Regions from separate parts of the Mus musculus genome. Here all the other regions are linked to region 3. Evidence: chromatin contacts called from public Hi-C and HiChIP or PLAC-seq data. All regions are on one chromosome and are shown on one strand. Each heading gives the region's core, a stretch centred on a gene start, on an enhancer-like site or on the middle of the called end of the contact. The rest is flanking DNA. Distances are from core to core; before and after follow the strand shown.

Evidence for each region. Hi-C and Micro-C count contacts between places; a contact is called where the count stands out from the background. HiChIP or PLAC-seq counts read pairs in DNA pulled down with a chosen protein or histone mark.
Region 1: a contact with region 3 is called in a Hi-C map of bone marrow-derived macrophages, with 28 read pairs. The contact joins the promoter of Kbtbd13 here to the promoter of Rbpms2 in region 3. A contact is called at or near these places in 2 of 39 promoter capture datasets (hematopoietic stem and progenitor cells and neutrophils), 1 of 15 datasets of contacts at CTCF or cohesin (large pre-B cells), 1 of 484 Hi-C or Micro-C datasets (bone marrow-derived macrophages) and 1 of 9 other capture datasets (adipose tissue).
Region 2: an H3K4me3 HiChIP or PLAC-seq map of embryonic forebrain shows a contact between it and region 3, with 5 times the contacts expected there. The contact joins the enhancer-like site here to the promoter of Rbpms2 in region 3. A contact is called at or near these places in 7 of 39 promoter capture datasets (the C10 cell line, the HPC-7 cell line, cranial neural crest and 3 more), 2 of 15 datasets of contacts at CTCF or cohesin (the NIH/3T3 cell line and large pre-B cells), 12 of 484 Hi-C or Micro-C datasets (B cells, the F1.1 cell line, the HPC-7 cell line and 8 more), 17 of 115 datasets of contacts at active chromatin or transcription factors (the 230-238 cell line, PVALB interneurons, bone marrow-derived macrophages and 11 more) and 4 of 9 other capture datasets (adipose tissue, embryonic stem cells, liver and 1 more).

The regions. Positions count from the first base shown.
Region 1 is chr9:65,390,365-65,393,082 of GRCm38.p6, reverse strand. Kbtbd13 (kelch repeat and BTB (POZ) domain containing 13) reads left to right here and starts at 1,431. Exons shown (of 1, transcript NM_028974.1): 1 at 1,431-2,718. The coding sequence starts at 1,431.
Region 2 is chr9:65,843,166-65,845,865 of GRCm38.p6, reverse strand. All of the region lies in intron 12 of Trip4 (thyroid hormone receptor interactor 4), which reads left to right. Among named protein-coding and RNA genes, the nearest start is that of Zfp609, 17 kb to the right of the region's middle. Within about 2 kb of position 1,320, at least 45 of the 459 cell types and tissues checked have an H3K27ac peak or open chromatin away from gene starts, as enhancers often do. A contact at or near this core is called in the HPC-7 cell line, adipose tissue, bone marrow-derived macrophages and 5 more, where this site is marked.
Region 3 is chr9:65,629,298-65,632,265 of GRCm38.p6, reverse strand. Rbpms2 (RNA binding protein with multiple splicing 2) reads right to left here and starts at 1,684. Exons shown (of 8, transcript NM_028030.3): 1 at 1,369-1,684. The coding sequence starts at 1,437.

The sequences.
Region 1 (2,718 bases), core at 182-2,681, 240 kb after region 3:
AGTTCAGGGCTGTGTGGTGTGGCTCAGCAAGCAAACTTCTTGTTTAGCATGCACCACGTAAACTGGGCATAGTGGCACATGAACTTGGGAGATGGAAGTTGGAGGCTCATCCTTACTGCACAGCAAATTTGAAGCCAGCCTAGGATATATCAGACATGATCTAGAGAAGAAATCCAGCTCACAGTGTTGCTGTGAAGTAAGTGGAGATTGTCTATTCACCAAGGATATTGGGCAGAGGGCCAGAGTAACTACTCATGAATGTCGCAAGGGTTAGGAGTCAAAGTACGTATCACCCACAGTGGCAGCCACAGAGGGGTCAGGCAAGTGAAAACCAACACTAGCTTCCCATTTCCATTCCAAGAGAGGGGCAACTTCCACCTCTAGGGCTCACTGGATGCTCTGTTACATGAAAGGAAAGGGCTCAAAAAGAGGTTGAGATGGAACTGCGGAGACCACTCAACATTAAGAGCAAACCCTTGCTCTTCATCCAGAGGACAGGACTTTATTCCCATAATTTCTTTTCTTTTTTCTTTTCCATTCCCATAATTCCATTTCCAAGGGATCTGAAATCGTCTTCCAGTATTCAAGCCCAGGGCATGTCTGTGATGCATTTACATACATGCAGGCAAAATGGGAGTGGGGTATAGATTGGGCTATCCAGCAAGCATAAGCATAGACATATCTGAGATTCCTAGGCTGCCCATTTATTTTGGTCCTCTTTGGTCTCTCCCTTCAACCTGCCTTCCCCACTCCTTTGAGCTGATGAACGCTTGTCCTCATCGGAAAGACCTTAGCCAAGTCATATAAACTCTCCAGGCCTCATCCAGAACCCTTATGGCATTTGTCCTAATACTGTGTGTAGATGTTTCTATTTGCCCTATTTTAAAGGCGAGGAAACAGAGCCAAGGAGGTACATGTGTTGTATATACAGCTTAGTACAGTGTCAGTTAAATACGATATCTTTAAAAGCAGGCCTGGTAAGGCCCACAACACAGTGGGAATTCATTCTTTAAAAAAAAAAAAAAGTTATCTGTGTCTCTGTGGAGGTGGGATGAACGCCAGTGAATACAGCGGTCAGAGTCCTCTTTGTGAAGGGGGTTTCCTCCTTCCACCTTTATGTAGGTTCTAGGTTGAACCCAAGCCAACCAGGCTTCTAGACAAGAACCTGTTGAACATCTCTTCGGCCCTGTCACTAGTCTCTTAACGGAACTGAATGACCACACAGGTGTCCAGATGCCCTCTGGGCTCGGAGGCTATCCAAGCCTGCGGGCCACATCACATGAGCAGATCCTATCTTTAGCCAGGAAGGTATTTATAACCCCCAGGGAAGTTTTTTTTTCCCCTCCCCGCCCCGGGGTAGCCCCAGAGTCAGTGGCCCCTGGCAAATCTAGGCCCCCCAGCGGCAGCAGCCTCCACCCCTCTGGCTCATCATGCCCCCAGGCCCCGAGGTCCCAGTGCAGGTGTGGGTGGACGGTCAACTCTTCCAGGCGGAGCAGTCGCTGCTGGTGGAGCACTGCGGCTTCTTCCGCGGGCTTTTCCGCTCTGGCATGCGGGAGGCGCGCGCCGCGGAGGTGCGCCTGGGCGCGCTGAGCGCCTCCGGCTTCCGCACGGCGCTGCGGGTGCTGCGCGGAGAGCGGCCGGCGCTGGCGGCCGAGGACGAGTTGCTGCAGGCGGTGGAGTGCGCCGCGTTCCTGCAGGCGCCCGCGCTCGCGCGCTTCCTGGAGCACAGCGTCACGTCGGACAACTGCTCGCTTTTGTGCGACGCGGCCGCCGCCTTCGGCCTGCGCGACGTGCTCCACAGCGCTGCGCTCTTCATCCGCGACGGGTCGCACGAGCTGGTGGCACAACTGGAGCTGCCCGAGGCCCGAGCCTACGTGGCGGCGCTGCGACCCAGCACCTACGTGGCGGTGAGCACGCACACGCCCACACCGGGCTTCCTAGAGGATGCGTCGCGCACCATGTGCTTCCTGGACGAGGAAGAGGACGCATGGCGCACGCTGGCCGCGCTGCCCCTGGAGGCCAGCACACTGCTGGCGGGTGTGGCCACCCTGGGCAACAAGCTCTACATCGTGGGTGGCGTGTGTGGTGCCAGCAAGGAAGTAGTGGAGCTAGGCTTCTGTTACGACCCAGAGGGTGGCACCTGGTGCGAATTCCCCAGCCCTCACCAACCGCGCTATGATATGGCGCTGGCTGGCTTCGAAGGCCGCCTCTATGCCATTGGTGGCGAATTCCAGAGGACACCCATGAGCTCCGTGGAGTGCTATGATCCCGCCACAGGTTGCTGGAGCTTCGTGGCGGACTTGCCACAGCCGGCTACAGGGGTTCCCTGTGCCCAGGCACGTGGCCGCCTCTTCGTGTGCCTGTGGAGGCCGGCAGACATCACTGCCGTTGTCGAGTATGTGGTGCAAATGGACAAGTGGCTGCCAGTGGCTGAACTGTGTCGTTCACAGAGCTACGGTCACTTTATGGTGGCCCATCGCGATAGTCTCTATGTAGTACGAAATGGACCTTCCGATGATTTCCTGCACTGTGCCATCGATTGCCTCAACCTGGTCACAGGCCAGTGGACATCGCTACCTGGCCAATTTGTCAACAGCAAGGGAGCACTCTTCACGTCTGTAGTGCGTGGGGACACCGTTTATACTGTCAACCGTGTATCCACGTTGGTCTATGCCATTGAAGATGGCACCTGGCGGCTGCTCAGGGAAAAGGCTGGCT
Region 2 (2,700 bases), core at 71-2,570, 210 kb before region 3:
GTGTGGGGGGGTTGGCTGGGGGTGAATTGTTTCTTAAGTGTTTGCTTTTGCTATTAGTCATCAGGAAACAGGAAAAAGATTTTTATAAGTTATAGGCTAGAGCTATAGTTCATTGATAGTGCTTGGCCAGCATGTGCAAGGCCCTGTTTCAGGCACTACCACCACACACACAGACATGGCCACACACACACAGTGCAGTGTGTATATATGCAATTCACCTGGGGATCTGTTGGGAAGAGTGACATAATTAAGAAGTTATTGATCATTTTAACAAAAGGATGAAGTGGGGCCTTGCCGAGTTGGGCAGAAATTTTTATTTGGCTCTAAATCAGTAGTAGTTGCCAAAAGGTACTAACCTTTTTCCTCTCTGTTTGGAAAATGACAAAACAATGTTTTCTAAATGACTGGTGAGCAGTTTCCCCTCAGAGGAGAAGAAATAGCTGTTTGGCAGTTAATTACTTGTTATGTTAGACAGCTATGAAAGTTATGAGGCATGAAAGAGAGGTAGGCCCACCTCTGCTGCTCCTCGGGCTGGAACTCGTGATAAAAGTCTCTACAGACCAAAATAAAAGCACCTGCCAGAGTCTGTGCCCAAATTTGGATTGTTCCTTGATTATAAAGCTCATATTTCCCGACCTATTTATTATGCTCTATCAGTGACCCTTAGCTTAGCATCTAAACTGGATGTGACATTAGAGTTTATTTGTGTTCATTACCCTTGCGAATTGATTCTTGCTGAGCCGCTGCAGTTGCTGCTTTGTAAATCTCAGACCAAAGATACAAAGCCTTCTTTCCCTCCACCCCTCCACAGTGCTGGGCATTGAACCAAGGGCATTGTGCATGCTGATCGATCACCTCTGAGCTACAGCCCCAGCCTTGCTTATACTTTACTTTAATACAGTCTCAGTAAGTTGCCCAGGCTCTCTTTAAACTCTCTCTGTAACTTGTGCTTGCCTGCCTCAATCTTGCCAGCAGCTGGGACTAGAGGCCCACATTACCGGGCCAACTAAGCACTGCTTAGTGTGTAATGTGGCCCTTCGTGTCCAGACCTCAAGGGCAAGGGTTATTATATTCTTGAGAGATACAAGACTTATCCAAATGGACTTCTCTTTAGACTTCTGCTTTGTTCCTCATTTCTGTTTCTTGTGAACACTCTCAAGTTCAGTGGAAGTTGTGGTAAAAGGCTCATGATCCCAGCTGCTGGGACGGTGCCAACAGCATTCAACAACTATTCATTGATTGCCTAATGTATGTTGTGTCTGATCCTAGCAGAGAGAGGGGCAGAGAACATCCGGTGCCTTCCTCTATCAGTCTCCTTACTTTCTGAGACCATTTTCCACTGAACTTGAAGCTTCCTGTACTTGAGCCCTGTTTTTTTCACAGCAGATGCTCTTAGGCACTGAGCCATCTCCTAGCCCTCCCTCCAAGGGTGGGTGTGGGAATGTCTGCCCTTTTGAAGCTTTCATCTTAGTGAAGAGAAGCAAAAAATATAAATATATGTTATCAGATCATGGTAAGTACTATGGAAAAAGATAAGGTAGGAAAGAAGTTCAAAGTGCTAAATTTATAGGGTAATTGGTGCTGTGATTTCCTTATGTTTTCATTATTTATTTTTGTTGGTGCTGATTATTGAACCAGAGCCTTGTGCATTCTTGGCAAGCAGCAAGCACTCTACCGCTGATTTTTAAATAGTGGGGTCGGGAGAGATTTATGTCAGAATTGACATTTGAACAAAGTCCTGAAGGAAGAACAAGATGAAGCCATGTAATAGGGCTTTGAAACATTCTAGGAAGCCAGGTACAGAGGCAAACTCAACTTCTGACGAATTGAGTCACAGCCTCTCCTTTTGGGACTTTGAAAGTGAATGTGGGGTTTAGAGAAATTTAGCAGTATAAAAGGTTTCTAGACATGCAAGTACCAAAAATGAATTCAAATTCACATGAATATAGCTGTTTCTGGCAAACCTCATCCAAGGCTGTGTCAAATAACTTCACCAGAGCCTTGGTACACAGTTTGCATTATGCTTGTCACAGTACACAAGGTTGACCAGTGCTGCCTGGGTCTTCTTGACTCAGACACCAGACTGCTCTCTTCTGAATTGCTGTGCTCTTACTAGCCATACGAAATGGTTTGGCTTTTTTTTTTTTTTTTTTTTTTTTCTGTTTTGGAAACACTTTAATTATGAAAAATAAAAACCTTGTTTTTTTACTATCATTTCTCAGCAAATGAGTATCAAATTTATGTTTCTTTGGATGGTGTATAAATATTCATCCTATTGCTTGTTTGAGTTATCTTGAGTTTCACAGAAAATAGAGCAATATTTTTTATTTAATTTTATTTATATTTGATTTTTTAACTATTTATTTATTTATATGAGTACACTGTAGCTGTCTTCAGACACAACAGAAGAGGGCATCCGATCCCATTATAGATGGTTTTGAGCAACCATGTGGTTGCTGGGAATTGAACTCAGGACCTCTGGAAGCAGTCAGTGCTTTTAACCTCTGAGCCATCTCTCCAGCCCCCAAGAAATATTTTTTAAATGTATGTTTATGTGTAAGTATGTCTTGTGTGTGCAGGTACCTAGAGGCCAGAAGGGGGCATCAGACCCCCTGGAGCTAGAGTTACAGGCAGTTGAGTTGCCTGATATTGGTACTGGAAACAGATTCTAATCCTCTGAAAGAGCAGGAGGTACCCTTC
Region 3 (2,968 bases), core at 435-2,934:
CAACAGCAAACAACACACTCCTCACTTCCAACTCTCAGAGGAGACTCTAAAAACCATTTAGATCAGGATGGGGTGAAGGGCCCCAAAGGTTCAAAGAGGACAAAGCCAACAGTAACCAAGACCAGCTACCACTCACTCCAGAGCTACTAGTAGAGACCTCAGGAGCGGTCTCCCCCCTTCCATTTTCCATCGTTTGAGTGAATCATTGCATATAATTCCCTGCCTCCTTGTTCCAGGATCCAAACCTAGATTATCAAGATGTCTCAAGATGTCATGCCACTGGTGCACTGAAGCTGGTAGCAGGCCTCTTGCTGGCCCAGCCCAACAGTGGGTCATTCTGCACCAACTCATTAGCACAACCAGTAAGAAACATCAGGGCCTCTGCGGTTTCTACCCCAGACCAAGGGGAAGGGCCCTAGGGCTGGATAACTGGCCCTTGGTTTCCTGGGCAAAAGTATGCCAGGGCGGGGCAGGAAGGGTCTCTCAGCCCTGGAGTGACACAGCATACGTTAAAGAGCTCCCTAGGAGCCTAGAACCCATAGTAGTTGAGCCGGCCTGCCTAGTTTCCACTCGAAGTTACCTTAAAGGTTTTTTATCCCCCACAAGTACGTCGTCCTCACCAGGCGATAAAACCACGAGCAGTGATGATTCCTTGACGCGGTCTCATAACCTCTTTTTCTGCATAGGGCAGCTGGACAAGATTATGTCACCTCTCCTTGGAAGATCCCACCCTGGCCAGTGTGGGGTACTGGCTTGGCTACTAGGTCAAAGGGCGAGAACAGGGGATACTCAAGGCTTCTAACTTCTCTCTTTTCCGACTTTAATTAAATTGCCGGCTCAACTCTCTGAAGAAGCCCAAGTTCTGAGACAGGGCGAAAAGCCCGCCTGCCCACTGAGACCACAGCTCTAACCTAAGCGCAGGGCAGCCGGCCAGGCCTCCAAGGTCACGGGGAGGGGGCGAGGTGGAAAGGCTGGAGGGTGAGCCAGCTTCCCGCACCCACCGGGATAATCCCTCTCAGCTCCTTACAGTCGGGGCGGAGGTCCAGGCCACCCAGGAGGCGCGCCTCAGGCGAAGCGTAAGCCCCACCGGGCTTGGGGAAGGAGGGCAGCGGGAGTAGGACCTCCGCGGCGCCCCGAGCCCACCACGGGGACGCGCGCCCTCCTCGAGCCCCGGAGGGCGGGGAGACAATGCCGGCCCCGCCGGGCTAGTTCAGGCCGCACGCCTCCGCCCGCTGGACATGGGCTGCTCCTCCCCAGGGCGAAGGGCAGCGGAGGGAAGGCGCCAGGAGCGGTGGCCCGCAGGACCTCGCGCCGCCCGCGGCCCCGCGTGCACCTCACGCGCGCCGGCTCCCGCGGCCGCACACCCACCTCCTCCTCCAGCGGGCTGCCGGTGCCCGCGCCCGTGCAGTGCTCGACGTCCGGCTTCAGGTTGCTCATGGTGAGGGGGGACGCGGAGAGGGAAGCGGGACGCTCTGTCCCGTGGTGGGCAGGGGCACGGCGAGCCGTGCGCCCCCGAGGAGAGTGCGAGCTGGTGAGGAAAGCGGCTGCTGCCGCGTCAGGCTACGGAGAAAGGAAAGGGGGGGGGGATCACATTAAGTTTGGCGGGTGCGGGAGGCGGCCGGAGGGGCAAGGCACCGGGAACCCGAGGGAGCGGAGCCCGTGCGGCCACCGCCTCCGGCTTTTCAGGGCGGCCCGCGAGTGCGCTCGCGGCGGCGGGGGGCGGGCGCCGGAGGAGGGGGCGGGCGCCGGAACCGGCCTCAGCTGGGGCCCGGCCCGCCCCTCCCCCGCCCCGCCCCCGCCCCGCGCGCGGTCTCCGGGGGAACGCGCAGCCAATCCCCGCAGCCCAGTGCGGGCTCGCCCCGGCCCCGGCCCGGTCCCCAGCCCCGGCCCGGGCCGCGACGCTCCGGCCTTTCTGCCTTCCTTGGCTCCGGCGTTTTCCCGACTCCGCTTCCTTGGTCGACCCCCACCCCCTTCTCCCTTTCTCTCCCCGACTCGGCTCCCTTGCACCCCACCGTTCCCTTCTCCCAGACAAGTTTTTTAAACTTTGATGAACTCTCTCAGAGAACTTTTCTTAAAGGAGCCGCGCGGGCTTGGGTGGAGCTTGAGGTGACCCGCACGTTGCATCCCCAGCCAGGGCGAGGGCGGCGGCGGCGGCAGCGGGGCTCCCGGTTTCATGCCCAGATGTGGAGGTGTAGGCTGTCGCGAGCACATCGTTCGCCCCGAATTCCTGTCGGGTCCGGGCCAGCGGTTCTCTTCGCGCGAAGCAGCCGGGGACCGGGTTTTGGGGGTGAAGGCGAGGAAGGGGTAGGGCGGCAAACACCTGATCTTGAGCAAGTCACCGAGAGTTTTTTTTTTTTTTTTTTTTTTGGCTGAGTGACCTTGAGGAAATCACTTCCCCTATCTGGCCAGAGGATTCCAGCCCAGTTGGTGGGGATTAGAATACAAATTCTTTCCTCACTCTCACAACCTCCGTCACCTCAAAAGAGGAGGTGAAGGAAGCCCAATCCTTTTTAACTTCAGGAAGGGGGGGTACCTCGACTAACCTAGAAGGTTCCGTTCGTTACCTCCACCCCGCTTTTAAGACTTCTCACGGCTCGTTCTTTTTCCGCTCCAATTCCGAACCCCAGGGTGGGGGAGGGAAGAGCCGGCTGACGCCTAGGGCGGGGTCGCCTAGACTCCCACCCAGTGGTGGCGGGGGGGGGGGGGGGGGGCGGCCTCAGGGCCGGATTTTCCCCCAGGCCGAATAAATGCTGACCAGGACGTCTCCTGCCAGCAGCCTGTAAAAAACCGGCACCTACCTGAAGTCGCACTGGAAGAGTAGCGGCCCTGACTGCCCTGCGGAGCCGCCAGAGCACTGGGGTTCTTTCGTGCGCCCCTGCCCATGGGTTCCTTTATGTGCACTGAGACATCCCAGCCGCAGTCCCCGATAATCCTTGAGCAGCCATAGCTGAGAGGAGAGCGGATTGGG